3 separate regions of the Mus musculus genome follow, and all the other regions are linked to region 1. A link is a contact called in public capture Hi-C and promoter capture Hi-C data. All regions are on one chromosome and are shown on one strand. Each heading gives the region's core, a stretch centred on a gene start, on an enhancer-like site or on the middle of the called end of the contact. The rest is flanking DNA. Distances are from core to core; before and after follow the strand shown. Region 1 holds the start of Tsr1 (TSR1 20S rRNA accumulation). Region 2 holds the start of Xaf1 (XIAP associated factor 1). Region 3 holds the start of Mybbp1a (MYB binding protein (P160) 1a).

The links. Promoter capture Hi-C pulls out the DNA fragments that hold promoters and counts their contacts. Capture Hi-C pulls out chosen DNA fragments and counts their contacts.
Region 2: a promoter capture Hi-C map of hippocampal neurons shows a contact between it and region 1, with 5 times the contacts expected there. The contact joins the promoter of Xaf1 here to the promoter of Tsr1 in region 1. A contact is called at or near these places in 2 of 39 promoter capture datasets (cranial neural crest and hippocampal neurons).
Region 3: a contact with region 1 is called in a capture Hi-C map of embryonic stem cells, with 10 times the contacts expected there. The contact joins the promoter of Mybbp1a here to the promoter of Tsr1 in region 1. A contact is called at or near these places in 3 of 39 promoter capture datasets (embryonic stem cells, frontonasal cranial neural crest and liver), 1 of 484 Hi-C or Micro-C datasets (embryonic stem cells), 1 of 115 datasets of contacts at active chromatin or transcription factors (embryonic stem cells) and 1 of 9 other capture datasets (embryonic stem cells).

The regions. Positions count from the first base shown.
Region 1 is chr11:74,895,989-74,900,047 of GRCm38.p6, reverse strand. It overlaps Tsr1 (TSR1 20S rRNA accumulation), which reads right to left and starts at 1,968. Exons shown (of 15, transcript NM_177325.3): 1 at 1,833-1,968; 2 at 1,568-1,671; 3 at 647-866; 4 at 405-539. The coding sequence starts at 1,929. Sgsm2 (small G protein signaling modulator 2) reads left to right here and starts at 2,979. Exons shown (of 23, transcript NM_197943.3): 1 at 2,979-3,223. The coding sequence starts at 3,167.
Region 2 is chr11:72,299,532-72,303,590 of GRCm38.p6, reverse strand. It overlaps Xaf1 (XIAP associated factor 1), which reads right to left and starts at 1,962. Exons shown (of 6, transcript NM_001037713.4): 1 at 1,882-1,962; 2 at 129-264. The coding sequence starts at 1,913.
Region 3 is chr11:72,438,941-72,442,999 of GRCm38.p6, reverse strand. Mybbp1a (MYB binding protein (P160) 1a) reads right to left here and starts at 1,673. Exons shown (of 26, transcript NM_016776.3): 1 at 1,425-1,673; 2 at 1,227-1,322; 3 at 517-600; 4 at 356-430; 5 at 147-254. The coding sequence starts at 1,616.

The DNA.
Region 1 (4,059 bases), core at 719-3,218:
TGGGAAACGCAACACTGAGCCAACAACGAAATGTCACCGTGAGTGTTAACTTTCTATTCCCCCACCGGGCACACGACAGCCCAGGAAGAAAAACTCACTTTAATAATATAAAACCAACTGGGCGGTGCACAGAAGACGGGGGCGGGCGGATCCCTGAAAGATCAGGGCCAATCTGGTCTACAGGACCAGTTCTAGGATAGTCAGGGCCGCCCAAAAGAAACTCTTGTTGTCTCAAATAAATAAATAAATAAAAAGAGTAAAATATATGAAAATGTTTACCAAGTATAGCCCACACCAGCAGAATACAACCCATTGATTTACTCCTAAACTTAATCTTAAACACTGTGCCTGCATGACTAGACCAGAGCTGTTTTCTTTGCTGGTATCCAATACAGCACACTTACTATAGGTGGGAAGGCCCTGAGCAAAAAGGCAAGACAGGCAATAATCCCCCGTACTGTCCCAGCCTTCTAGTGGGTCCAGGAGGAACAGAATGGTATCAGCGACTTTAGCCATGTCTAACAGAGTATGCAGATCCCCTGTATACAAAAGACACCATAAAAAAAAAAAAAAGATAGTTAGCACACTATATTCAAGAGAGACAACTACTTAAACACAATGAGAGAAAAGTATCGGACACTCTAACCTGGTCTTGCATATGTGAAAAACCATCGATGTTTCAAGCTAGGGCACAGAAGCATAAAACTCTGGGTGCTTCCCCGTTCACTCAAATACACCGTTCCCAAGTCTTCATTCTGAAGCAGTTTAAATGCCTCTGGAAGGGAAATCCTGCTGTGCAGAGGCACCACCAGCACCTGATGTGGAGGACCATCCTTGCTGCCCAGCTGCCTCTTCTCGGCCAGAACCTAGCAACACAAAGATCCAAGAATACCTCAATCATTTGCTTCACTATTCTATCTTCAAATATACAGGTGCTGTAACCCCAGGGCAGAACTACTCCCCTTTCTGTTGCTTTGTAAAAGTACCAAGGTAATTTTATGTAACGTAAAACATTAGAAAAGATCAGAGCAGGCCGGGCGGAGCTGGCGCACGCCTTTAATCCCAGCACTCATTTCTGAGTTTGAGGCCAGCCTGGTCTACAGAGTGAGTTCCGGGACAGCCAGGGCTACACAGAGAAACCCTGTCTCGGAAACACCACCACCCCCCCCCAAAAAAAAAAAAAAAGAAAAGAAAAAAGAAAACATCAGAGGAGCCAGGTGTGGTGGCCCAAGCCTTTTAACTTAACACTCAGAAGGCAGAGGTAGGAGGATCTGAGTTCTAGGCCAGCCTGGGCTACACAGTGAGACCCTTTGTTTAAAATAATCATGATTTGCAAAAGAGCAAGCCCGTATAAATAAAGATGAGGAAGGACCAAGCATTCTCTCGTAAAAAGCCACGTGTATGGATGTGCTGTCAAGGAGTTTGGCAGGGCCTCGTTCTAAAATGAACACTGCCTGAAGGTACTCTGGGTTTACCTCCGTTTTCGGCCCATTTCCGTGTCCCATTTTCTAGTTTGAGACTTTACCAATCTCAAACCATAAGCTTCCCCACCCCCGCTTCTACTCACCGACTCCCTCTTTTGCTTTCGGAGCTGGCTGGCGCGATGCCTCTGGTCTATTCGGCTGAGCTGCCTCTTCAGCTTCTTGCAGAGGATTTTCGGTCCTACCCGGCCTGGAAGGCAGATCGGAAGTGGCTGCTCTTCTCCTCTCAGTCAAATCAACCAACAAGAACCTTCCTGCGCCGCTTAAGAGCCTTGGGCAAGGGTCCCAAGTCTAGTCTCGGTGTGGGCACGGGTACCGGCTAAGCAGCCCCTCTCCCTCCTGTCTACTCACCTTTGCTGTCCCGTTGTGCGGACCCACCGCCGTGATGCCGCCCGCCTTTATGAGCTTTATTCTGCTGCTTCAGCGGCCCGGAGCGGTGAGCCGCCATTCTGCAGTCCACGTGTGCACCAAGTGAACTCTACTTCCGGGCGGACCCGAGCGTTTCCGGCCCTGGGGACGGACTTCAGGCTTAGCACTTCCGCGACCTCTCGCGAGGTTTTTTGCCGCCAGCCTGCAAGCGCAGCGCCCTGAGTGTCCGCAGAGACGTCGTGGTGCCTTTTCCCACGCTGCAGTCCTCTGCTGAGAGATGGAGGATGCCGGCAGGAGTCTCCCGGCTCCGGCTCTGGATTAGGAGGTCAATTTTGCGCCCATCTTTCCATTTTTGCACGCTTCAGTTGCATCACGTGGGAAGAAATAAAAGTCTTTTCACGTAGACTATTGCACGCCGCTCTCTGCGGTCCCAGTGAACTGTACAAAGGGGTGACATTTGTACCTGAGTGGCCTTTCCTTTCCTCTATTACTCTAATTTCCAACGCGAAGCACTTAGAAGGGGCTCGTGTCACCGGCTCTGGAATGTCTCTTATTCCAACTCGCGCCCCCCTCTTCCCACAAATCTGCAAGATGAACCAAAGCGGATGTCGGCGACCCGGAGGAGGGCGAAGACTTCCCCTTGCGCTCGGGCACCTGTTCTTAGGAGCTCACAGTCGGGTCCTTGCTTTCCTCCTGCAAGCTTTGCGACTGAGCTGCAAGTAATATATGAACACTCCACAGGATCCGGAGGAGTGACAGGACCAGGTTCGAACCACAGTGACGCAGAGCCGAGACCCTGGCTCCGTATAGCTCCTCTCCCAGGGGCCAGAAGTCGGGAGCGGTCACGGTGGTTGAGGTTTGCCCAGACACAAGCACATTCCCAAAGTCCGCCCGCTGCGCGGCGCAGGCCGGAGCGGCTGACTTCCCAGCGCTCACAATGCGGGTTCGCGCCCTCGGGGCGGGAGCCGGCCAGTCGCCATGACAACCGTCCCTGCGGCGCGCGCCCGGCCCCGACGCCCCCAGGCGTCCGCACCCGCCCTTGACCCCCCCCCCCACCTCCCCAGTTGCGGCGCACACACCCCCTCCCTGCCGGCAGTGGGAAGGGGCCGGGCCTGCTGCCTGACGTCTGCGGGGCTCGGAAGATGGCTGCGGAGCTGAGCACCGGGCAGTGGCTGCGGCGGCTGCAGGCGGGGAGCGCAGCGGGCGGGGACTCCGCCTCGCGTGTGGGGCGCTGAGTCGGGAGGCGCGGAGGCGGTGAGGGCGCACCGGGGGCTCGGGGGGCCACTCGGTGCCACCTGCCCGCCACCTGCCGCACCATGGGCAGCGCAGAGGACGCGGTCAAAGAAAAGCTGCTGTGGAACGTGAAGAAGGAGGTACGGTCCGGGGCAAGGTCTCAAGGGGCTCGCACCCCTCCCGCGCTGGCTCGGGAGCAGAGAGGTGGAGGCACCCACGCGCGCGGCTGCCAGCCCACCGTGCCAGGCGGGGGCGGGGTCCTGGGCGGGCCGCGCCCCACGCCCCTCTCTGCATGTCCCGGGCAGCGCCCTCGGCCAGGGTCAGGCTTGCGCCCTGGGGCTTGTTTGCTCCACGGTGCTCCCGTTCCCCGCCCAGTGACGGCAGCAGCGCGGGGAGACCGCGATCGGGGGAGGGGTGGCGGCGATTGCTGGAGAACCCGAGTTGCCCATTCATTGCGGGTACTGCCCGGGGAGGGGGCGGGGTCCCCACGGGCCTCCTGGAGGCTGCGAGCCACAGTTCCAGGGGCTTCGCCCTCGGGTGTCCAACACACCGCCCTCTTGTGTTCCCCTGGCAAGTGAGTCGTGGCTAGCAGAGGGTTCGCTGCACACCTCACCGTTTCTCCCTCCACGCCCACCTCCTTACCCAGGAACTCGGGTATTTTTAAGAATGGTTTTTAAGACTCAGATTATTTTTGCCCTTTTGAGGGAAATCCTTCAGAAACAAGAGTTTCTCTCCACTAATTCCCTTTACCTTGACGCTGCTTAGAAGCTCATTTCAATTTCGGGGGTTGGGAGGGGGGGGCTGCTCATACGAATGACTCACCAGCTTGTGAAAGAGCCTGCAGTGTAGATGAGATGAGTGAGGCCTCCCTCCTCAGCCTGCCTCTCTAGCTGGGTCTACCAGGTGTGAACTATGGAAGGCAAAAACAAAACAAAACAAAACAAAAAACCTGTCTGCTTGTTCACTGTTTTGTTTC
Region 2 (4,059 bases), core at 713-3,212, 2.6 Mb after region 1:
CAGGGTAACACAAACAAAAAACAGAGGCCAAACATGGAGGGGCTAAATAACTTACCCACCAGGCCAGGGAAGGCTGGACTCCAGTTGTTGACCCCCCAGGCCTCTGCCCCACCTGCCCACCTGCTCACCTGCTGGTGCACAACTTCCATGTGCTCTTTCATCTTTGACTCTGGGATGGGCTCTTCACATTCTGGGCAAAGGACTATGAAGCGCAGGCAGTGGGCCTCGTGGAGCATGAAGTGGAGAGAGGCCACATTTCTTTTGCTTCAGGATAAAGTGGGGGTGGGGGAGAAAGAAAGGCACAGTGTCTTAGCATAAGACATGACGCCTTGTTGCATACCTGGGGTAAGCTCTTTCCAGGCCTGCGGCCTGGGGAAAACAGTGATGATGCTGATGATGCATTCCTATGCCTGCCAGTGCTGGTGAAACAGATAAGCTCGCCATCAGAAAATAGGTGTGAGGGCACTGTGCCTGGGAGAGGGGGAGGAAGAGGGTACCAGGGCAACAGGCAACTTTCAAGATTGATGATAGATTTCATTTCCTAGATTGTAAGATGGTTTCACAAATAAGTACTGTGTATCAAGATGTATATTTCAAACATGTACAAGTTAGCTAGGGCTGTTGGCACAGGGGTTCAGGAGCCTGAGTCAGGAAGATGGCTAGTTTAAGGCTTATCTGTGCTTATAGAGTAAGTTCAAGATCAGCCTAGGCAACTTAGTGATACTCTGTGTCAAAAGGAAAGGGAAAAACAGAGCCAGGGATAACGCAGCTCAGAGTGCTTGGCTGCTCTGTGCAATGCCCTAGGCTCAGTGCCTGGAACGACTCCTCAGCATCACCCCACAGAGACAGGGTTGGGGGAGGTAAAGTTCTATCCTTTTCCAGTTATCTCCTAGAAAGGCCATCACGAGAACAAGGGAGCACAGCAGTGCAGCTCTGCCCTGACCACACCTCAGACCCTCCAAGGGTTTCCCAACTCTCAAGAGCAAAAGTCCATCCACCACGCTGTCTCCCGTCCCTGGGCTCCCTTGCAGCTACCCAGAGAGCATCTGAGATGCAGGGGAGTCTTGTAGGGCAGGGTGTCCTCCTCTGATAGGCTCATCACCAGGAACGCTGCCAACCCATTCCATCTGCTCATGCTCACGGCAGCTCGGGAGAAAGGAAACAGGCTGTATCCTTAAAGGACCAATTGTTCAGGCCCTGTGATCTGGCTCATGGCCTCCAATTGTTCAGGCCCCTGTGATCTGGTTCATGGCCTCACTGCTGTTAGCCTGATCCAGCTGTCCCCACAACCGCACAGAATGACGTCCTTTGCTCTGTTTGCCCTCTCTGTTTTGCCTGCCTCCATACTCCATAGACCAGAGATCCTGAAAGGTGAAGTGGAACAAAGATCTCTGTGGAGCTTTACCCCAGTTACTGCAACAGGTGGGGTCTGCTGAGGAACCAGCTCTTTTTACTTGGAGGTGTGGTCCTTGCCTCCTGCTCAGCCCTCCATGTTCTATCTCCCAGCTCCTTTGTCAGGCGGAGGACAGGAATAACCCTGGAACATCTCTCAAAGGGTCCTCTCACAGATGGGTGGGAAGACCACGATGCCCCCCACCCCTGCTACGGATCTAAGCTCTGACAGGAATAGCCTGCTAGGGACCAGTCCCTCCATACTTCATGGCTAAAACTAGCCAGCCTGAAATACCCAAGCTAAGAGGGAACAGTGATATTGAGGTACCACTGAGCACTCTACTTAGAGATTTGGAACCTCTTCACTCCAGAGGTTCCAGTCCCCTTCGGCTTGCCCTCTGGTGTTGTACTTCATCCCCATCACTTCAGAATTTGTTTGCTCTGCCCTGCCCCTCTGTCTGGCCAGCCCTGGAGAAAATGCCTTCTTACCAGTTCCTGCACACTTGGAAGTCAGCCTCCATGGTCAAGCTTCCTGCAGTGCTTCTGTGGAGTTTCGTTTCTTTGCACACAGGAAAACAAAACTGAAAGTGTTTGCCCAGCCTGACTCACAGCGGCAGGGAGGAGACTTCAAAAATTCTCAGCTCAGGGCGGTTCCCAGATCCTGGCAGCTAGACACTCCCAGAAGGCCATTCTGCAGCATGGGCTAGTCCTCTGTCATGCCCCTTGTCCTGTGCAGCCTCTGTGCTACCGTGACTGTGACCTCCAGGGTGGGCGTTAGCTGTCGGGTTTCCTCTGGGCAGCACAACAATTCCTCCCTTTCTCCCCCTCCCTCCCTGACTGGCTTTGTTTCCATGGGGTCCCTGCCCACTTCTCAACCTGTGACTGACTCCTACTGTTTCTGTCTGGTCTCTCCTGAGATGCTAAGCTTGAGTCTGCTCTCTGAAGAAGAAGCTCCTGCAAGCTCTGTACCCCTGTGTGGGTTCCAGTTTGTGGTGACTTTGAAAACAAAGTCTGTGAGGAACTGAGCAGGGGGTTCTGGGTGCTGGATGCTCAGGCTACAGGGTTTGGGGCAAGTCTTGGGAATGGCCAGGGATAACTGTGTTGTGTCTCCTGAGGTTGTCCTCTGCTGGGAAACAAAACAAAGCAAACAATAATGGCAAACAATAATGTAAGCCAAGATGACAGAAACCATGAGGAGGTCTTGCTATCCCATGCTCACTGGTAAAATCGAGCAGCAAGGGGCTGAATAACCTGCACAGAAGTTCCCAGGTAACGTGGTCCAAGGTGTGACCCTTCTGCCACAGGCACGGAGCTGGAGGAGCTGTGCTCAGATCCAGACAAGATAACCAATTGGGAGCTTGAGTCACCTCAGCCTTCTGGATACTGTCTCCTGGCTGACCGGGTTACACTGGAGCTCCCAGGCAACTTTAAGGTCCAGGTGCTCCTAGAATTTGCATGCAAAACTGCTGCTGTGTCAGTATATGTTTGTTCCAGCGAGGTGCCACAGCCTCAGGCAGTTACCCAACAAGGCTAGCTGACCTCATGAGGTTCAAAGAAAACAAATTGTGTTAAAGGCAGCCCATGTCCAAAATTATCACAGTGCAAAATGATGGAAGTCAGTCGATTTGCTGGTTTCCTGTGTTCATTCCACCACCACCACCCCCCTTCCAAGGAAGAAACAGGGCGTCATTAGATAAATGAAAATGATCAAAGGGTTTTGGAGTAGAGGTAGCGGTATGGCACTTGCCTACCATGCATAAGGCTTTGGGGTTAGGATCTAACACACACACACACACACACACACACACACACACACACACACAGACACACACACACACACACACACATCACAAAGTATATCTCAGTGACAACTGATACATTCACAAATACAGCCGTGTACGGAATAATGATGTTTCTGTCAGCAGTGCAACTGTACATAGCACAGTAGCCATATAAGATTACACCTGAAGAACTGCAGAAGTCTTGTCACCCAGTGATGCTACACACAGCAGTGAATCACTTCCACTTGTGTGCCCTTGGCATGAATGCAGGGTGCAAGAAAGCAGAGAGGTGCGGGAACATGGTCAAGTTGCATTACATACATGCATTAAAATGTCAAATAAAAATGAAGAAAAAATATAGCACACATTTCATATATGGCTGGCTCAGCGGATAAAGGCACTTGCCATTAAACCTGACAGCTTGAGTTTAATCCCCGGGATGCACGTGGTGGAAGGAAGAACCAACTCCACTGAGTTGTTCTTTGATCTCTACACACACAAATGTTTTGAATATTGAGTATCATATTTGATAATCGTAACAGGCAGCTATGCTATTGGTTTGAGAACTTAACTATACTATGCTTCCTCCTGTCATTATAGAATGTATCTTCTTTACCTGTAAGTAAACTGTTAGTTGTTAGTAGTACAGCACTTGCTTAGCCTACACAAGGCCCTAGAGTCAATCCTTAGCATGGCTGAAAGAAAACAATAATTGTGGGAAGCCACATGTGCCGTTGCAGAGTGGCACTGACTACTGCTGGCCACCACGCATAAGTTTGGACAAACAACCAATGTGTACATATGCAGTAAAGTTTTTTGCAAAGACACTGCCTGGCCCGGGCATGATAATGAGGCTTTGAGAGTATAACCAATCAGATGTGAGACA
Region 3 (4,059 bases), core at 424-2,923, 2.5 Mb after region 1:
TAAGATAGTTGGTGAGAGAGGAATAACAAACAAACAAACAACCTCCTCATACCAGTTGCATGGTCAAACCATCTGTCCTCATCATGTTCCTACCCAAATCTTTTCAACGTTTCCCAAATCAGACGGCATGACTTGTGATTCTCTACCTCAGAGAGGATGTCCACCAGAGCCTTTATTGGCTGTCCCTGTAAGTGGTTGGGGTGTTGGGACAGGATCTTCAGCAATTGCACGGACTTCATCAGGGCCTCTTTGTCCTGGTATCCACAGAGAGCAAAAGGTGAAGAGCAGGGTCTGTTACCATCTGTTCCCCTCCAGCCCTAAACCAGTCCCTGCGCCCCGTGCCAAAAGCTCTTACCTTCACTAGGCGGCCTGACTGAAAGAGGGCTAGCACTCCAAAAAGGTTTGCAAAGAGACTAGGTCTCATCATTGCCTAGAAAAAGATTGAAAACACAGGTGAAGAGGGTCCCTCCCCATAGCTGTTCAGGAGCAGGTTGTCTGTCTGGGAATCTCACGCACCTTGTTCATGGCTTGTAGGCTGTATTTTTCTTGTATCTGATCCAGGATGTCACACAATGGGATGTCTTCAAAAGACTGCAACAGCTACCAGGCAAGACCAGAAAGAGCTCAGGAGTGGCCCAGGGACAACAAACCAGACCAAGTCCATTTCCCTCCTTCAGCTTTCCCCAATATAATCTCCGTGCTCCTCCCATCCCTCACAAGCGCTACTGCTTTCAAGGGACCACATCTTACATGGCTAAGCCCCACCTCCATCAAGGCTTCAGAAGGCCTAGGCTGCTTCTGTACCTCTTGGGAAAACCCATCCCATCCAAAGATCCTGTTCTGAGTTGCCTTGAGGCTGGTTAGTCTTCATTGCTTTTTGCTGTACAAATTTCTACGTGGTCTGTCATCAGTTGCCTTCCTAACCTGGAGGCGGCTCCCCAACCTTGCAGAAATCAACCTCAAAGTTCACTACTTCCAGTAACTGTAGCTAATACTCTGTAGCTGATAAACGTGTATCAGAAAGAAAACGTGTTCAACTCTTCCACCTGCCTGGACTTTGCTGTACATAGGCCATGTTTTGGCACTTCCTCCCACCCAAGTAAGGATGCCTGTATCCCCTCTGAAGCATCTCGGATTTCTTCTTACCCCGCAGCTTCGGTGCCCCCTACCCTTAGACGCCACCTTTGCCCAGCGAGATCGTGCCCTTGCCAGACACACAGTCTCACCTGTGCCAGCGCCAGGCTGTAGCAGGGCCTAGCGGCTTCTCGGCCCACCCCAAGCCCAGTGATTAGGCGCTTCAGGGCATATTTCATCTCCGAATCCTACGGAACCAAGAACATCCCTCGTGTTCAACAGTGATCTGAAGGGCCCACCCCTCCCCCTTGCATCCAGAGCCACGATGGGCCTGGGCCCCTCCATCATACATTGGGCCTTGTGCGCAAGTACTCCAACAACTTCTCCGTGGCCCGGAGCCGCGTTTCCTGATCCGGTTTCGCAATGTCCCAGAAGAAGTCCAAGAACTCGCGGCTGTGCTCCAGCAGGCTGTGGCGGTCGCTTTGCGCCGCTTCTGCGGGAGTCGCAGGCTCAGCTTTCGTGGGGCTCTTCATCTCCGCCATGCTGAGCCAAACACGTGGGCTCAGAAGACAGTCACTTCCAGGTCAGGTCTCGGCGCCTGCGCACTGGGACGTCCGAGTGAGGGCGGGGCCTAGCAGGTTGGAAGTGGCTTCCGTACGGCCTTGCCTTTCCCTTGTGGCTGTGGGTGGAGCAGAGTGTTCTCACACGCGCGTGTGCTCAGAAACTGATGCTTCGATCTCTTCCTTTAACCTGGAGGAGTTCCTGACGACCGGAGGTGCAAACAAATCCACGAAAAAGCCGTAGTATGATCTCTTCCCAGACCCGGGTCTGCTCGCGATCTAGTCCGAGACATCCGCTATTATTCCGCTTTTATTGTGTGCATCCGAACAAAGCCGCGGCTTCTGTGGACTTCCTTTCTAGTGGGAAGAGATGGTTGATGAACGAGTAGACAAATACATTTTAAATGATAGTTATGAGGAAAATAAGGAATGTAGGGAGCAGAGGGAGCCTTTTAAATGTTAAAAAACGTGAAAACATCGCCTGTTAAAAATTAAAGGGAGGGGCTGGAGAGATGGCTCATCGGTTAAGAGCTCTGACTACTCTTCCAGAGGTCCTGAGTTCAGTTCCCAGCAACCACATGGTGGCTCACAACCATCTGTAATGGGATCCAATCCACTCTTCTGGTGTGTCTGAAGACAGATACAGTGTATTCATAAAAATAAACAGCCGGGAGGTGGTGGCACACGCCTTTAATCCCAGCACTTGGGAGGCAGAGACAGGCGGATTTCTGAGTTTGAGGCCAGCCTGGTCTACAAAGTGAGTTCCAGGACAGCCAAGACTATACAGAGAAACCCTGTCTCGAAAAACCAAAAAAAAAAAAAAAACAAAAAACAAAAAAAAAAATAAAATAAAATAAACAACATTTTCTTAAAAAAAAAAAATTAAAGGGAAGCCGGGCATGGTGGTGCACACCTTTGATCCCAGCACTTGGGAGGCAGAGGCAGGTGGATTTCTGAGTTCAAGGCCAGCCTGGTCTACAAAGTGAGTTCCAGGGCAGCCAGGGCTACACAGAGAAACCCTGTCTCGAAAAACCAAACCAAACCAAAACAAAACAAAACAAAAAAAACCAAAAAACCCAAAACCACACACACACACAAAAACAAAACCAAAAAAAAAATTAAAGGGAAAATTCTATAGATTCTAAGATTCTATTTAAGAGACCATGACAAGACTGACATGTGAGCTGACAGCTGAGGGACAAGATGGGCTCTATTGTCCCCAGGGCAAAAATCTAAGAGCAGGCCAAGGACATTTCTTCTACAGAGGCCACTCATCTCTTACGGGAATGAGGTCAGTAAGGTGAGGAGGAGGACTCAGGTGCCAGGAGCAAGGTTATATAGAACCCAGGGCCAGGCTCAAGGGTTCAGAATTTCTTCAGAGAGTGCAGGGAGGATTTACATCTGATTTACAGTTTTAAAAGGTCAACTGTTAGCTGAGAGCAGCCACAGCCCGTGGCTGTGAGTACCGAGGCAGTGAATTATGCTGGAGTAAGGCCTTGGCTAACCTATGGCAAATGTCAACGTAGGCGATGACCTGGGCCAAAGGAGATGATTTGCTAGAAAGGACACCAGGCTAAAAGCTAAAATCGTTGAATAGATGGTGGAATCATTGCGCCTAGCAATGTTTTGTCTGAGAGAGAAGTGGAGATGGTACAATTAAGAGCTCTGCTAGCTTGGGTTTGGGGATATGGTATGGAAATAGAACACCAGCCAAGCACATCAGTGCTCTAAATTTGATCCCCAAGCCAACAAAACAAAACAATTAGCTGACTGTGTTGGTGATCCTGTAATCCCAGTGCCTGGGCCAGACTGGATTACACAGGGAGACTCTGCCTTAAAAAACAAAATTATAGAGACAAGGGATATGGCGTGTTAGTGAAAAGCACTTACTAAACCGGGCGCGGTGGTGCACGCCTTTAATCCCAGCACTCGGGAGGCAGAGGCAGGCAGATTTCTGAGTTTGAGGCCAGCCTGGTCTACAGAGTGAGTTCCAGGACAGCCAGGGCTATACCGAGAAACCGTGTCTGGAAAAAAAACAAAACCAAACAAACAAAAAATCACTTACTACTATTGCAGAGGATCAAGGTTCAGTTCCCAGCACCCATATAGCAGCTCACATCTGTAACCCCAGTTACAGGGGAGCCAAAGCCCTCCTCTGACCTCAGACAGAAGAAGCATGTGGGACATGTGCATATATGCAGTTCACACACACACAGAAGATAAAAGCATCTTTTTTTTTTTTTTGAGACAGGGTTTCTCTGTGTAACTCTGGCTGTCCTGGAACTCACTCTGTAGACCAGGCTGGCCTCGAACTCAGAAATCCACCTGCCTCTGCCTCCCAAGTGCTGGGATTAAAGGCTTGTACCACCACTGCCCGTCTAAAAGTATCATTTTAATTAAAAAAAAAAATTAAACCCTCAAACCC